Linked DNA regions of Gasterosteus aculeatus: region 1 is linked to region 2. A link is a contact called in public Hi-C data. All regions are on one chromosome and are shown on one strand. The core of a region is the stretch at or near the end of the contact, and the rest is flanking DNA. Distances in the headings are between cores, read along the strand shown.

Region 1 (6,807 bases), core at 3,836-6,335, 170 kb before region 2:
TCCCTGCTTAAATATCTTGTCAGTTTTCATTTAAACTGACACGCAAGATCAAAAGGAAGCCTCCCAGCTGGGAAAGCTATCGCCGTTTAATTAAAAGGGGAGCTATTGCCAAAAAAAAAAGCCGGTTGACCTTGGGAAGTCTGAAGCCCCATCACGGATAACACTGCATTCAGATGCTTCTCCTGTGTGTCAGAGTATCAATGTGGGGTTTTGTTGCAAAGGCCTGGTGTCAGTCCAACTTGAGACTTACTCACAGTCCCACACGGTTGCTGCTGTGGTTTTTAGTCTTAAAGACTTAAGTCATAAAAAAATTGGAACATCCTCTTTTCTATTTACAAACGTCACTTCACTTCTTTTCACTTCTTCCAAGTTCCTAATTTTCTCGACACGGTACTAACTAAGGTGATAACAATAACAATAAAAAAACCTCATTCATCTCTTCTCCCTAGCACAGCATCACAGTCCTTCTGGTACGCGCATGATGAAGGCAGCCAGCTCTGGGCTTCGGACCCCGGGGCCAGATCTGTCATTCAGGTGTGTTTGTGTTCCAAGACCCATTAGACACCCATCACTCCGCTGGACGCCCTCCAACAACCGGCCCTGCCGGCAGAGAAGGCCTTTTCGCCCCCACCTGCACAGCTGGCGGCTCGGCGGCACAACAGCACCTCCAGCCCCAATGTGCGGTTTGCGCTCACAGAGCGGGGAGGCGGAGGACTTCACTAACCACCACACCGCTACATCAAAAGGACTTCCTGAGCTCAAGTGGGTAATTCTGCTTCATGCACAGCGGCGTTTTGTTGGAACGGGGGAACGTTACACTGATACTTGTTTTAAGGATGGCTTCAAAGCGTGCTGTTAGTTGGTTTTCTATAAATGATTTTGCGTTGCCACCAAGTGGGCAGAGAGCTGAACAGCACACATATTACAAGACGTGTGCGACAGAGGAACACCACACATTTTAGCATCGACACATTAGAATGAACTGATGTTCTTATCAAGTTGATAACTTTAATACAGTGTCTTTCATTTTGGCCCAATTCCCAAAACAAATGATGGATCATAAGCCAAAGCAGTCAAAATTGGCATATAGAAACAAAACAATTAAAAACTGCCCTGGGAGCCGGCTGCCTGGATACATCTGAATCTTACATATCCGAATAATTATCTCCGCTCATCTGTCACCGCGGAGCAAACAACAACCACAACCCAGGTATCCCGCAACCGCTAGTCACCGTCTGCACGTTGTGCCAAGAGGAAGCATCAGGGAAGGACCAATTAGCCGGGCGATGACAGGGGCTAAATGGTTGGATTAAAGGGCTTGTTCTGTAAAAGGGTCAGGATGCACGCCGCTAATCGGAATCACGAGGCGAGGACAGGCTGACAGGAAGGGAGGAAAAACAAGCTGCATGTCACCGACGAATGATTGCAGTGCGTGACCGTGGGACGTGTCGTGTCAGCGCGGCGGGTTAGAGCAAGGCAGCAACCCTGCAGAGGTTGGAGGTTCCGTTTCCCCTCGGAGCACGTTGTGTACCAACAGCACCAACAACTCTACACACTTTACAGTGGACGCGTTGAAGGGCGAGAGCTAAATGTTTGCGCTGACCTTCAGTTTTGGCCCTTTACAAAAGGAATGTAAAAAATAAAAATCACAAGAAATAACCAGGACCTTTTTTAACTTCAGCAATGTGGTTTGAATGAGACTGCACGCAGGTTGTTTTCTCAGATCCATTATCCTACTAATGGTGTGATTTAATATTACAATGCGTATCGGTAGGTGGAGGGCGTCCTCACGTTTTCCCGGGCGACTTTTTCAGCCAGAAGATGTCGTCACTGGTGATGCCGTGCTCCTTTGCTCCTGGGATCTTTAAGAAGAGTTAAAAAGGTGTGAGCAGGAGTATCAAACCATCCACCCACTATAAACAAAACAAAAAACAGTCAGCACTCTTTTACTTGCTACCTAATGTGTGTTAACAAATGTACGGTTCATGTGGCACAGCGCACAAACAACATTTTACATCCCTTCAGAGGTTATAACTCTGGAAACCAGTCAAGCGAACAACGCGTGCTGGCAGAGGAAAGCCTGGTCCTGGGGGGAACATTACGTACCCCGATGGGGTAATTTGGCCGCCCGCCTGTGGCGATCACGATGTTCTTGGCTGTCAGGATCATCTGTTTGAGAGACACGGGAAGTAATATATTTTGTTCATATCTTTCAAACAATTGTGGTCTCTACAGTACTCTGAATTCCAGTTATAATGGAAACTCTCTGTGACCACCGAAACAAGTAACAGCACACTCAGTAGCTAGACAGGGGTCGAGTCTAGATTTTACAGTTTAATGGTTTAGGAAAAGAAGCAGAAAGGAACATAGAACTTATTTTAATTAAGTAGTAGAGACAAGAGATAGGTGAGAAACAAAAAATTTTCCTTATTCAACTTTACTTTTGATTTCTCTTTCTGATTGGCCATTGTGTTGCATTACCTACATCTCTCCTTCTGCTAGCCGTTAGTTTTATTTAGCGTGCAAATAAAAGTTAGCAAGTGGTGGTTACTGCAGCCTCTTGTGAACAAAATGAGAATTACAAACATTTCCAAAAAGAATTCTTGAAGAAAATGCACATAAAAACAAGCAACATTTCTTAAAAGTACCTACATTTTTGATTTTGGTCTTACTAATGGAAATTCAATTATCACCGGAACTGACAGAATAAAGAGAATGAATGTATAAATAAGTAGGCAAGCAACCCACCTCTTTCCCTGCTTTAGTTAATCCTCTGACAGTGTGTTCGTCCACCAGACTTCCTTTGACATTCAGATACTTCACCTTCCTGCAAAACACAGATTGAACAGCTGGTTGCTTTACATCAAATACAGGAACTGTTGTGAATTTGCGCAAAATCCCCCACCACCATTTCTCTTATTTTCTTCAAATTCCCAATATATGTCGTCAACACCAAAAGGCAGTTAACTCAGGAGAACAAAAACATTACTTTGTTGCCTAGAGAAGCGGCCCGGCGGCATAGTGAGAAGAGATCTTATAACAATTGTTGCTGCGTATGTTGTGTATGTTTTAGCAAAATGAGAACAGGGGATGCCGTGTATTGATATATAATTCAGCATACACTTGAAGAGCACAGAGGTGGATTATGATGCGGACGTGGTTTCAGAAGTTTCTATGGCCATTTTTTCCGCTAGAAAATCCATTCTAGCATCACCAATTCAGCTTTAGTTCTCCTTTAAAAAGCATTTTAATTTAAAAGTATCATCAACAATATAACTTTACTGATTGCAAGAAAAATCTAACAGTCATTAACAATTAAAAATGGGACATTTTGTTAACATATGTGCTCATTTATTGTTACATTTGCAATGAATACACATATACGATTACTGCTATGCATTGTGGTTAACAACGCATCTCTGCTGTTCTCCCAAGGGATATTGTTTATTAAAAGTAAAGGAAAACATTATTAGGAGCATTACTAAATTTGTGGAGTTGAAGCTAATTGTCTCACTGGAATGAAAACATTGTGGGCTAAACACAGAGGTTAACACCTGTTTGCCCTCGAGCCAGTCACTCAATCACCATCTACTGGCTGACGATCATCCTTCATCCGTGTGCCAAAAGAGCTCGCGCCATACAAGGGATCGAAAATAAAGAAAAACACAAATAATAAATTGGTTTATCCTGGAGAATGAGTGAGCGAGCAGAGCTGGTGTCACTTACTTGTCCTGCAGCTGAACTCTGTGACCCCAGTTCAGAGACCTGACGTGGTTTTGAATGGCCTCGGCCATGGTGGCCCTGCAAAACACATCCCAGCTTACGCTATAAACTGACCTGAAAAGATGCTTCATTCGGTGCCGGTGGTCACATGTAGTTATCTTGGGTTAATTAGAAAAAATCTTTACAGGTCCTCGCGTTTTAAGCATTCATCTTGACTCACGTTCACCTATTGAATCGCTGTCCTACTGCAAAAACGTCGCCAGATGGTGCTGTTTAGCTAGTCTTAATATTTAGCAATCTATCCAATTGATCAGGGTAACTTTCCCTTTAAATTTATAATTAAAAAAAGTGGATTGACCCACCAGTCGTGGCAGATGGGCCCTGAGATCTGCCATCCATACTTCCTGGCATCTTTGACTGCGGTGCCAAGGAGAGCAGCCTGGTGCATGAGCTTCTTGGGAATGCAGCCAACATTCACACACGTACCACCAAGACCCCACTTGGTACCTGTTTGAAAAAAAACAGTTAAAGTGTTAAGTGGCAAATACGGTCTTTAAATCAAACAACTGTCATGTGTGTAATTATCTGGCACAGCAGTTTAAGAAAAAAATACTTCACCTTTAACGGATGGCTCCACATAATCCAGGACAGCCACTTTCTGTCCCAACCGTGCTGCTGTACATACAGATATATTGTTAGTATGTTGTTGAAAATATATATTTTCAATTGATTAATATTACACATCTGCGTGCAAAGCATAGATACTCAAAAACTCACCTTCTTTTGAACAAGCTAGGCCTCCTGAACCGCCACCAATAACAACCAGGTCGTAGTCGTAGATCCCTGCACGAGCATATTGGAGAAATAATTAACGGCATGTGACGTCATATTAACGTGCATTCACTACAGGGCGACGTCATGCTCCTCCGGCTGACCTGTGAGCTCTACGGTTGTGAAAAAGGGAGTTCGGAGTGTTTAAATGTAGCCGACTTATTGGAGTAGAGATAGGTGGAGGACACCGGGTGATAATAATTAACTGTTAAGTTAACGGGGATAAAATAACCGGCAGATCCGCAGGGTGGTTAAACAGAGTTACCTCAGTTACATCAGCTCTGCAGGTTTGTAACTTAGTTGTGTGACGACAGAGACAAATGTAATTATTAACACGCACCCGATTCGTTTCCTCCATATCTATACAAAATACAGTTTTAAACAAAACATTGTTACCGCTCAGGTTTCTGGTCAGAACATGCAAACAGTTAGTCCTTTTCCACCGGTGTCTGCCCCTGCAGAGAGCGGCCATGTTGTTGTTATGAAAGGACCCCGTTTGTGCTGGCTGGTATATTGCCTGATAAGATATGGGTCCATCAGTCAACGGGGGAATTAAACTTAAAGCCATTATAACTGTTATTCTGTAAAATATTAACGGTGAACGGTGATCACGTTAGATAAAAAGTTTGAATCTCATTCAATTTAATGGAATAATTTCACGGTTGTATGCAATTTACTGATGTGTGCTTACACAATGTTAGTGCAGTCTGCAAGTAGCCTAACCTTATCATCATATTTCCAATTTGAATAATTTATAGAAAATGTACAAAGGTCAATGGCCAAAATACTTTAATATAAGATCATTGGTTCCTCACTTACTTTCTACAGGTTTTTCGTTTGTTCATTTCATTCGTTGTTCCACACTACTACTACATTACATTTGGAAAATCCACTTTTCCAACAATTTTCATCAGCACTCTTTTGAAAAAGTACTTGCATATAAATGCAAATATAAATATTGTTATTTGGATCAACTGACCCTAACTATCCTGTAATGGTTGATATGAGCATTGCTGCCTGCAGAGGCTGCTGTTACAACTATACTGAAATAAAAACAAAATACAAAATAAACAGACGCAGAGCCATTAAAAAAATATCATTCCAGGCATGATTTATTGAAAACACACCAAATGTATACTCTACAAGCTGGTATTTTCCGTTATGTTTAACAAGTGTGATTTGGGTATTAGTAAAATTAACACAATACATTCTCACTGTGGCATCGCTTCTGCTCGCTACCAAAGCATTAAGAACTTCACTCCTCTAGGAAATTAAAATCATTGTTTGAATGACTGTCTGTTTAAAAGTTTATAATAAATGTAATACAATGCAGAAACCCACCAACAGTCTATCCTACCAGGGGTTGTGGGTGGCGAGGGGGGAGACAAAGGGGGTGCAGGATGACCGAATGAGTGACTTGAGTGAAAGCAAAAGGGAGGAGGGGGGCGGGGGGGGGTGTGAACAGACAGAATGGACAGATGAAAGGGAGGAATGAAGTTATATAAAACACACTTATCTTTATCTATCATGGAAAAGATTAAGGCACATGAAAGGTACAAACACATCTGCTACCGAGTAGTACAGTTACTTTACTTTGACCTTCTGGAATCAGTTCTATCTACACAGGTACGTCTGTGTGACTCGATGTCTGTCCGTGTCCCGCATTTCCCGCAAAAACCGACCACCCCCCGACCCCCCCTTTATGAATGCATGTAAATACTACTGGAAATCCTTTGGTTGTGGAACTGTGAGGTGCAGTGAAGAGTCGCCGGGGTTCAGGGCTGTCCAAATGAAAGCACACACTTCTGAGGACACACAAAGGGGATGTCGGGTGTCATCACTTTTTTTTTTTTTTTTAAACCTTTGAAATTAAAATCTATACACTAAGTTTTTTTGTAGTTTATTGATTTTTACCACAACATACATCTTTGTAAACACTGTGTAAAATATGCAAGCTTCATAAAGTCACATACGTCACAAAGAAAAAAAAAATCAGACTTCAATGCAGGCACATGCCATTCGCCTTGATGACGCATGAGTGACGCCAACTTGAATTGGATTCTATTTCCGTTGCTCCGAAAGACAGAGGCGGAAAGGAGATTAGGTTCACTGGACTTAGTGCGAAGTCTCACCGAGAAAGAGAAAAACGTCATTACGATTTTGTATTTCTCTGCCATCTCATCTGCCGACCCCGACGCGTTGTAAAAATATATTCTATGTGACCAAACATGATGTTCTGTTTTTTGTACAGTG
Region 2 (7,438 bases), core at 3,320-5,819:
GCCTGTGCAAACACCAGAGGACAACCTCTGCTCGGGGTAACTGTTTGTAGACGAGCATCTTTAGCTCTTATCATTTGGTGTGTGTGTGTCTGTGTGTGTGTGTGTGTGTGTGTGTGTCTGTGTGTGTCTGTGTGTGTGTGTCGTTTTCTCACGTGCATTCTTCATTCCATGGCAGCTTTTTGAGGAATGAATTATAATGCACTGACCAGTCAGATGATGTATCTTCTTTTAATTTCTACAGTCACTGCCTACATGTTAAACGCAGGCATGTGTATCGCAAAGTCCTCGCTAATGGGTTTACAGGTAAAAATGTTCTTCCCGTGTTGACCTACAGTAGACACCCAAGGCCGATCTGCGTTTTTAAAAAGTTTGCGGCAGAGCTACGACCCGAGCTGCAAATTCTTTTCCTCTCGACTGGGGAAACTTTTTATGTCCGATGTTGAAGTGGTGTTTCGCCACACTGATTTGCGCCAGACAGATTTTCCAGACTGAAAAGGTTTCCCTCTGAGGACTTTGCTAAGAGATCTAACACCATAACTAAATGGTTTTGTGGTACTCATAGTTGTTTGTAGCACTGATTTGTATTCTTGCAGCACTCATATTAACCAGTTGTTCCTTCCAGGATGAATTTACGATTTTCTATGCCATTAGGTATTTCCCCATTTTTATTGCCTCTACAAATTAATCCGTCTCCAAAATTCCTTTTTATTCCTGGACTATAAACAATTGGAGGTGCTCTGTTTATATCTCTTTCACCCTGAGCACTCTGTTTACAGGCTTCCCTTGAGAGTACATCATTGTCACTGTTAACAAAAAAAAGAGTTAAAGTTCCAGTGTTCCTCATGCACCATGAAAGGCACTATTTCATGAAGTGATTACATTAAAAGGATGGAGCAAACCACGCATTTCGCATGATGCTTCATCAGATTTGCTCTGTGCTTGGTTTCCATCAGCTGCGTGCCTTGTTTTTTAATAACCAGGTTCTATTTAGTGGAGAATCAGACACGTTCACAATCCCTAATAGAATAATATCATTATATCAATGGTAATTATATCTCCATCGTACAACTTGATTACATAAATATATCAATAAGATAGTATGCATGTATGTGGAGTATCTATTTTGTAACACATACTCCAAAGTAGATACATTTTCTATAATTGTGTTATTTAAAGAGCAGAGAAGCCTGGTTACTCTGACACAGCCCTCATAATTACACATGGAAACTTTATTCATCACCAAATGCAACCTGTGATTTTCCATCTTACTGTGTCCCATGTAGAGCCAAACAAGACTTTATGTGTTACTATGGAAACAGAGGCAGACCCGAACCCATCCATCTGAAACCAGGTCTGTGTTTTTACTCTGGTTGCTGTAGAAACTGTTCCCCTCGCCCTATGGCCTATTCATCTCTGTTCATTCGGTTTCTGCCTCAAGGTCTCCAAAGCTAATTATTGTACATCTCCAGCAGGAATCTATGGCTTGAGTAACTCGCTGCTGGACTCTCCGTGGCGTAAAGTGCTGCAAGGCAAGAGTCACTTCAGCAGCGTGGTCAGCGACCAGTCCCTGTCCTGCGATGGCCTGGTGCAAGAGCTGCTCAACGTCCTCAATAACGAAGAGCTGTGAGTGGTGACCCCCTACCTGGATGTTCCCTCGCTGTCGCGTCACACACCATGGAAGGTTTCTTTTATTTTAGTCTGGATACCATCCTGTAGGCATACATCGGCTTTCTATCGATATAAAGGCTTTGGCTGATGATGTTTATAGTGAACGTTGCAAAATATTAGCAAGCAAGGTGATGTGGCGTAGAATGATTCATTCATCGTGTACAGACGGAGGGAAACATTTTAATTGGACGCTCTGGCTAAAAGTTACATGAGAACATCTTCATAGTGATCCTGAATGACAATATTGTGGGAAAAGCTGAGGTTTTATCACCATGAGATTTTCAGGAAACCAACCAAGACACCAGGAAGTTGTAATAGTAGTAAAGTCATTTTCAAGTGCTACAAAAGTTGTTTGAGTTTCAAATATCTAATTGTAGCTTTTGTCAAAAAAGATAAGGTCATATTTAAGATGCTTAACATTTATTACTTCAACTCCCAAACTGTCTTTTAGCTGTTGTGATGAGGGAGAAAGTGTTTAAAAGGTTTTCGTGACTGAACTGCATGACCTGATTTTGCCAGAGATATTTTCAGAAGAGCTGTGAGTGTGGACAACGTTTTCAAACCAACATGTTCTATACAGACAAAAAAAAAAGCAGATCAATAAAGACGTTTGATTGCCGCCGTGAAACTGCATGGATGCTTAATCTGTAAGGCTTCTCAAGGAGGTGTATTGTGGGTTTGTTTAACAGGAACACACCTGATCCCATTCAGGAGAGCCAAGGTAACGCTTACAGCAAGCCGCAGCTCCAGGCTCAGTCGGCGGTGTTTGTTCGCAGCCCTCATTATGGCACAAGGTCAGTGTCGTCCTCTCCGGCTAAATCTCTCTGCTCTCTCCCCTGCTTGTCTTCACCTGAGAGAACACGGGTCCACATAAATCCCCAGTGTAAAGAAGGGGGGGTGGGGGGGGGATTGCTTGCACTGGGATGTCGAGAGCTGTCCTGTGGCCAGAAGGTCGGACGGTCTCTGCCTTCTACCGCCGGCTAACTTTGTACACCGGTGTTGTGACTGTTTATTCCTCGTAGTGGTCCACAGTGTTACTCCTGCCCTTTGCGCGTCTTTCTCTGGGGGTTTTCTTCTCATTTTTTAAATGTCTTTTGTTTGTTTGCTTATGTCCCCGTGCCCCTCTCCCATTCAGGACCAACACAATCATCCTGATAGACGCAGAAGGTAATGTGACCTTCACAGAGCGCACCATGCTCGATGGGGACCCGGGCAAGTGGAGCACCAGTTCTTTCCAGTTCAAACTGCAGGTGTGAAGACATGATGGAGGAAACCCACTCGGTGCCTTTCTACGCCACCTTTGCTTCCGCCGGCCACCACCTTCCTCCTCAAGCTGCACCGTAGCAATCATGTGAAGATGAAGATCCGTATGCACTTTTCTTGAGCTAGTTGATACTTGCTGCCTCATTGACATCAGTGATATGTGTTTCTTACTTTTGATCTGAAATGCATCTTATGAAAATGTTTGCTAATTTAAGATTGCCAAAGAACAGTTAAAATGTTGTAAATGAAAATATTTTAACGAAACCGCAGGATTGGGTGGCTTCTAAAGACTAATGCATAGCAGACTGCTGGTGACCTGCTTTGATATGTAATCACTGCAGTCGTGCACAAGATTATTTATTATTAAATAGTTTCAGGACTACAATTTGAATTTTTTTTCATTTTTACAATATACGAAACCGTATCAGTATATTCAGAGAACGTATGATATAATTTAAATCGACTAAGAATTATAGATTAATCGGTGCTTTTTAAATGTTGGAGTACCATCATGCAGGTAATTTGTTCTGCCCCAACACTGCACAAGAATGGCGTCAGTGTTGGTTGCAACACATTTTCCCATAGTTCAATGCAAACCGTTAAAAGGCAATGGATCGCTGATCACTTCCCGGGTAAGAAAAGATAACGAAATAAATAAAATTTTACAGCTGTTTGATAAAAAATGTACAAAGCACTCCCCCTTGGTCTTCTATTTGTTAATTGTTGAAACGATTGCCCTGTAAGGAGCCCTTTTGTGATTTAACACCCAATTTACTGCTTTTTATTTATATCAAATAAGATCACTGGTTCTTACTCCTACCGTTTGTATCGTACATGCTTTCTTTCTGCCATTTATTTACACGTTGCTCATAGTGATGTTAGGATGCTGATTCAAAGGGGAAAATATTCACTTACTAAGTGACAGAGAAACATAACCAGTAGTGACAGTATCACTCCATTCTTCCTGGACCAAGTGATTTGAAGAGGAATATTCCCACCAAAACAGTAATTATAGTTTATATGACTTGACTTTTGTTACGATCTACTGTCACATTTTGAGCCCTTGTTTAGCCATGGGACTGGTCCACAGCAATGCTGTTATAATATATTTTTCATTTCTATGAAAAGTCAATCAATGTTGATTAACTTAATATAAATTGATGAAAATCAACGAACACAACATGCCCACTATTCAATTATTGTTTTTTAAATAAAAGGTTTTAACCTCAATAGCTAGCACACTGGTCTACAACTGTTGGTAAACAGTGACCCCAACTGGCATGGTTAGATATTGCAATGCACATAATGCTTATGTAGTCTGCCCCAAAACAGTTAATATTGCTACGCTATGCACTGGACCTAACAACACCCTGGAACTGTAACATTACTGACAATAAAGTACAGCCTCTTGTACCTTATTGGTTTATTAAAACATTACTATACAACCACAAACACTGACGGTGACAACATAAAAGAAAAACCAAGATGTATTCACAATCCCCTTCACAGAGAAAGTCTACAGCAATCTCGGAAGTCGAGCGGTATGAACTTCCGCTTACGCGACTCTTACTTTTTACGGCTCTGGCTGAATGACACAAGAACATGTCGATGAAGGCCGTTGTGATTGGCCGGCTTATCGATCATTCATAAAAAGGCCGGTACCGGGAGGCGGGACTTGAGTTGGTTTGCCGCTGTGTTTTTCTTCAAGATGGCGGTGTGGCAGTTGAGTCAGTGTGGCGCCGCGTTGAGTGTGTAATACTTTAGAAAGGTAGCTTGGTGCACGAATACCTTTGTGTCATATTTATCGGTGAGTATTTATGCATTAAAGCCGCTGTCAGAATTGCTCGCCGGTTTTTGCAGCCGTCCATGTCTGTAACGGTACAGCCTTATGATCGCTTGCTAACATTAGCATAACGTTAGACGTTAACGTTACCAGGGGCCCAATGTGCCGTTGCAGATGCGCTAGAACGAGGTCCCTCACCTTTTTATTTTGAGGTTAATTTGCTTGTCATTTGAAGATTATCTAAGGTCATATATTTATGTAAATATCAGCCAAATATCTAACCACCATTCCACGTTATTATTGTATTATTCAAGCTCCACTGTAGTAACACCCGTTAGTAGACTATGCTTAATATTATACAGCGCTAATTACGCTGATGACGTTATTCCTAAAGCTGACATCTCTGGTATTTTTTTTTTCTAGCTTCCAGAAGACACCATTGGAGGATGATCAGTGCCTAGATCCCATATTAAGCTGAATGCATTGTGATTTCCAATAATTGAGACAGTGATTCTGAAAGCTGTCTACATTAATGAAAAGAACAATGTAGTCAGCTTAGCATTTTCACCTCTGGTACGTGGTCTATTAAGGGATGTGCTTCTGCATGCATTCTGGCTTCAGATAGGCAGAGTCTCCAAACAGGTCTGAATCTAGAATAAGTTATCAGTTTGTATAAATTATAGTTCGCTATACAGAGGAAATGGAAGTAGATGATGTGCTACCCCCTCTCCCCTTGGAGCCACCTGTTGATTTTGGCCGTGATGAGGGCATAGCACCTCCACCACCTCCCCTGCAAACGTCCAGTGACGCAGAGGTAATGGACGTTAGCTCTGGTGGTGATGGATACACATACACCCCAGGGGACGGGGAAGCCCACCCACAGCAGCCCTCTATAACCTTCCATAGCGACCTCTCGGATGAGGCTAATCCCATCCCGCCGTGCCCCAGGACGGCCCGCCACGCTCCCCAACTCGCCGGGTTCCTACCAGACCTCAAGCTGCTCAGAGATGTTAAGATCCGTGTAAGCTTCACTGATAGCAGCAATAGCAAAGACCGGAAGGTTTTGTACACGGGCGAGGGGCAGGAGGGAGGAAGTGGCGATGGCTTAGAGAGCGTGAATGGTGAGTTGCATGACTCCGCTAGCGAGCTGGAGGCACCCGAGGGAAACGACATAGCGGGCAGAAGAGCTGAAGAGGCAGAGGTAGACCTGGAGAATAAGGTAGAATTTGCTGTCCTGGATGAGTTGGATGACCTCTACGACAACTTCCTGGATAATGACGACGCAGAGCTGGGTGGCTTTAAGTCTGAGGTCATAGTTCAGCAGGAGCAAGCAGACGAGGAGGCCGTGGCTTTCTCCTATGAGGTGAGTCCGTTCTTGTGTCCGCAGTAACCTTTTTCAGTTTCAGGAACACGCCCATTTTGTCCCTAACTGTCCAATAGGAATGATGCCAGCCTACTACTACGGCCCGTAACAGTCCTAACAAGAGAAAAGCATTATTCTGTTTCATTGTGTTAATGATACTGATGAGATGGCATACCTGATATGGAGAAAACAAAAACAAGGAGGCCTAGAATAAGAATAGTTGGTGGCATTTCTTTACTGGTGCTGGGATTGTTCGGAGCCACTATCTCTACTATAGTGGGCAGCTGGAACGGGGAATAATGAATGTTGAGTTTCTTGGTTTAATATTGCAACACGACCTTTCCTGCCCCAGGAGGCGTTAGTGAAGTACTCTGGATCAAATCAAGCAGGGGACCTTTATAGAAATGTTGATTTGTGTTCTTTGCTTTGTATTACTGAAAATTTCAAGTGAGGTGCTGAAAGAGGTTAGTGCCATTTTTTTAAGTCTCACATTAAATGCTGTTTTTTCTGATGAAATTGTAATAAAAAGGATAGATTAAAGCTGCTCCCATTTGTAATTTCATTTCTAATAAAGGTTTTATATGTAGGTTCAATATAATCCGTTTCTAAATTCAGTCCTCAACTGTTAAGCCCCAAAGTGCCAATGATGAGGTTTTTCTTCAGTTCGGTCGTACTGCCTGTTTTTATTTTCTCCAATGGTTCATCTTCTGGCGTCACATCCGACTAAGCTCTTACACTGGTGACCCATCCTTTTCTCCCGGCCTTAACCATCCACTCTTCCAGGAGGAGTTTGACAATGATGTTGATGCTCTGCTCGAGGAGGGCATGCCAGTCCCCAAAAAGATGCGTCCATCCGAGGACAAATACGGCGGGGACAGCGACCATCCGTCAGATGGGGAGGAGGGAGGCGTTCAGCCCATGATGACCAAAATTAAGACTGTCTTGAAGAGTGAGTGGTGGATCCAATTGTGTATTCGAGCTGGGAATTGTGAAACGTGGTTTTAGCACTAAGAGATGCAATTTAATATTGTTAATATTAACACTGGTTTCATCCCGGATTAAAATCATTTGTTTGACTTGACTCCGTACCGAAAATTCAAACCATAAACCCAACGATGGATTAAAATAGTTCTTAACATGAATTCCAAATTAAAATCTCCTGACGTTTTGTCACACAAGTATGCCTCGAAGTATCATCATTATTAGAAAAGTTTCCTCAAAAGGGGATTTTGTAGTAACTATTTGCTGCATTTACATCCCCCCTCTCCCACCCCCCATGCCAGGTCGTGGGCGTCCACCCACCGAGCCTCTACCTGACGGATGGATCATGACATTCCATAACTCGGGTATTCCTGTCTACC

What was found. Hi-C and Micro-C count contacts between places; a contact is called where the count stands out from the background.
Region 1: a contact with region 2 is called in a Hi-C map of liver, with 4 times the contacts expected there. The contact joins the promoter of txnrd2.2 here to the promoter of dgcr8 in region 2. A contact is called at or near these places in 4 of 6 Hi-C or Micro-C datasets (liver, skeletal muscle, tail fin and 1 more).

What each region holds. Positions count from the first base shown.
Region 1 is chr13:17,494,511-17,501,317 of fGasAcu3.hap1.1, reverse strand. txnrd2.2 (thioredoxin reductase 2, tandem duplicate 2) reads right to left here and starts at 5,085. Exons shown (of 17, transcript XM_040196595.2): 1 at 4,951-5,085; 2 at 4,501-4,566; 3 at 4,342-4,398; 4 at 4,086-4,230; 5 at 3,727-3,801; 6 at 2,749-2,827; 7 at 2,107-2,169; 8 at 1,792-1,862. The coding sequence starts at 5,026. arvcfb (ARVCF delta catenin family member b) reads right to left here. Exons shown (of 18, transcript XM_078087584.1): 18 at 5,649-6,807.
Region 2 is chr13:17,322,086-17,329,523 of fGasAcu3.hap1.1, reverse strand. dgcr8 (DGCR8 microprocessor complex subunit) reads left to right here and starts at 4,569. Exons shown (of 14, transcript XM_040196581.2): 1 at 4,569-4,738; 2 at 5,138-6,077; 3 at 6,861-7,026; 4 at 7,361-7,438. The coding sequence starts at 5,415. It overlaps tango2 (transport and golgi organization 2 homolog (Drosophila)), which reads left to right. Exons shown (of 10, transcript XM_040196610.2): 7 at 1,284-1,351; 8 at 1,473-1,623; 9 at 2,358-2,462; 10 at 2,804-3,625. The coding sequence ends at 2,924.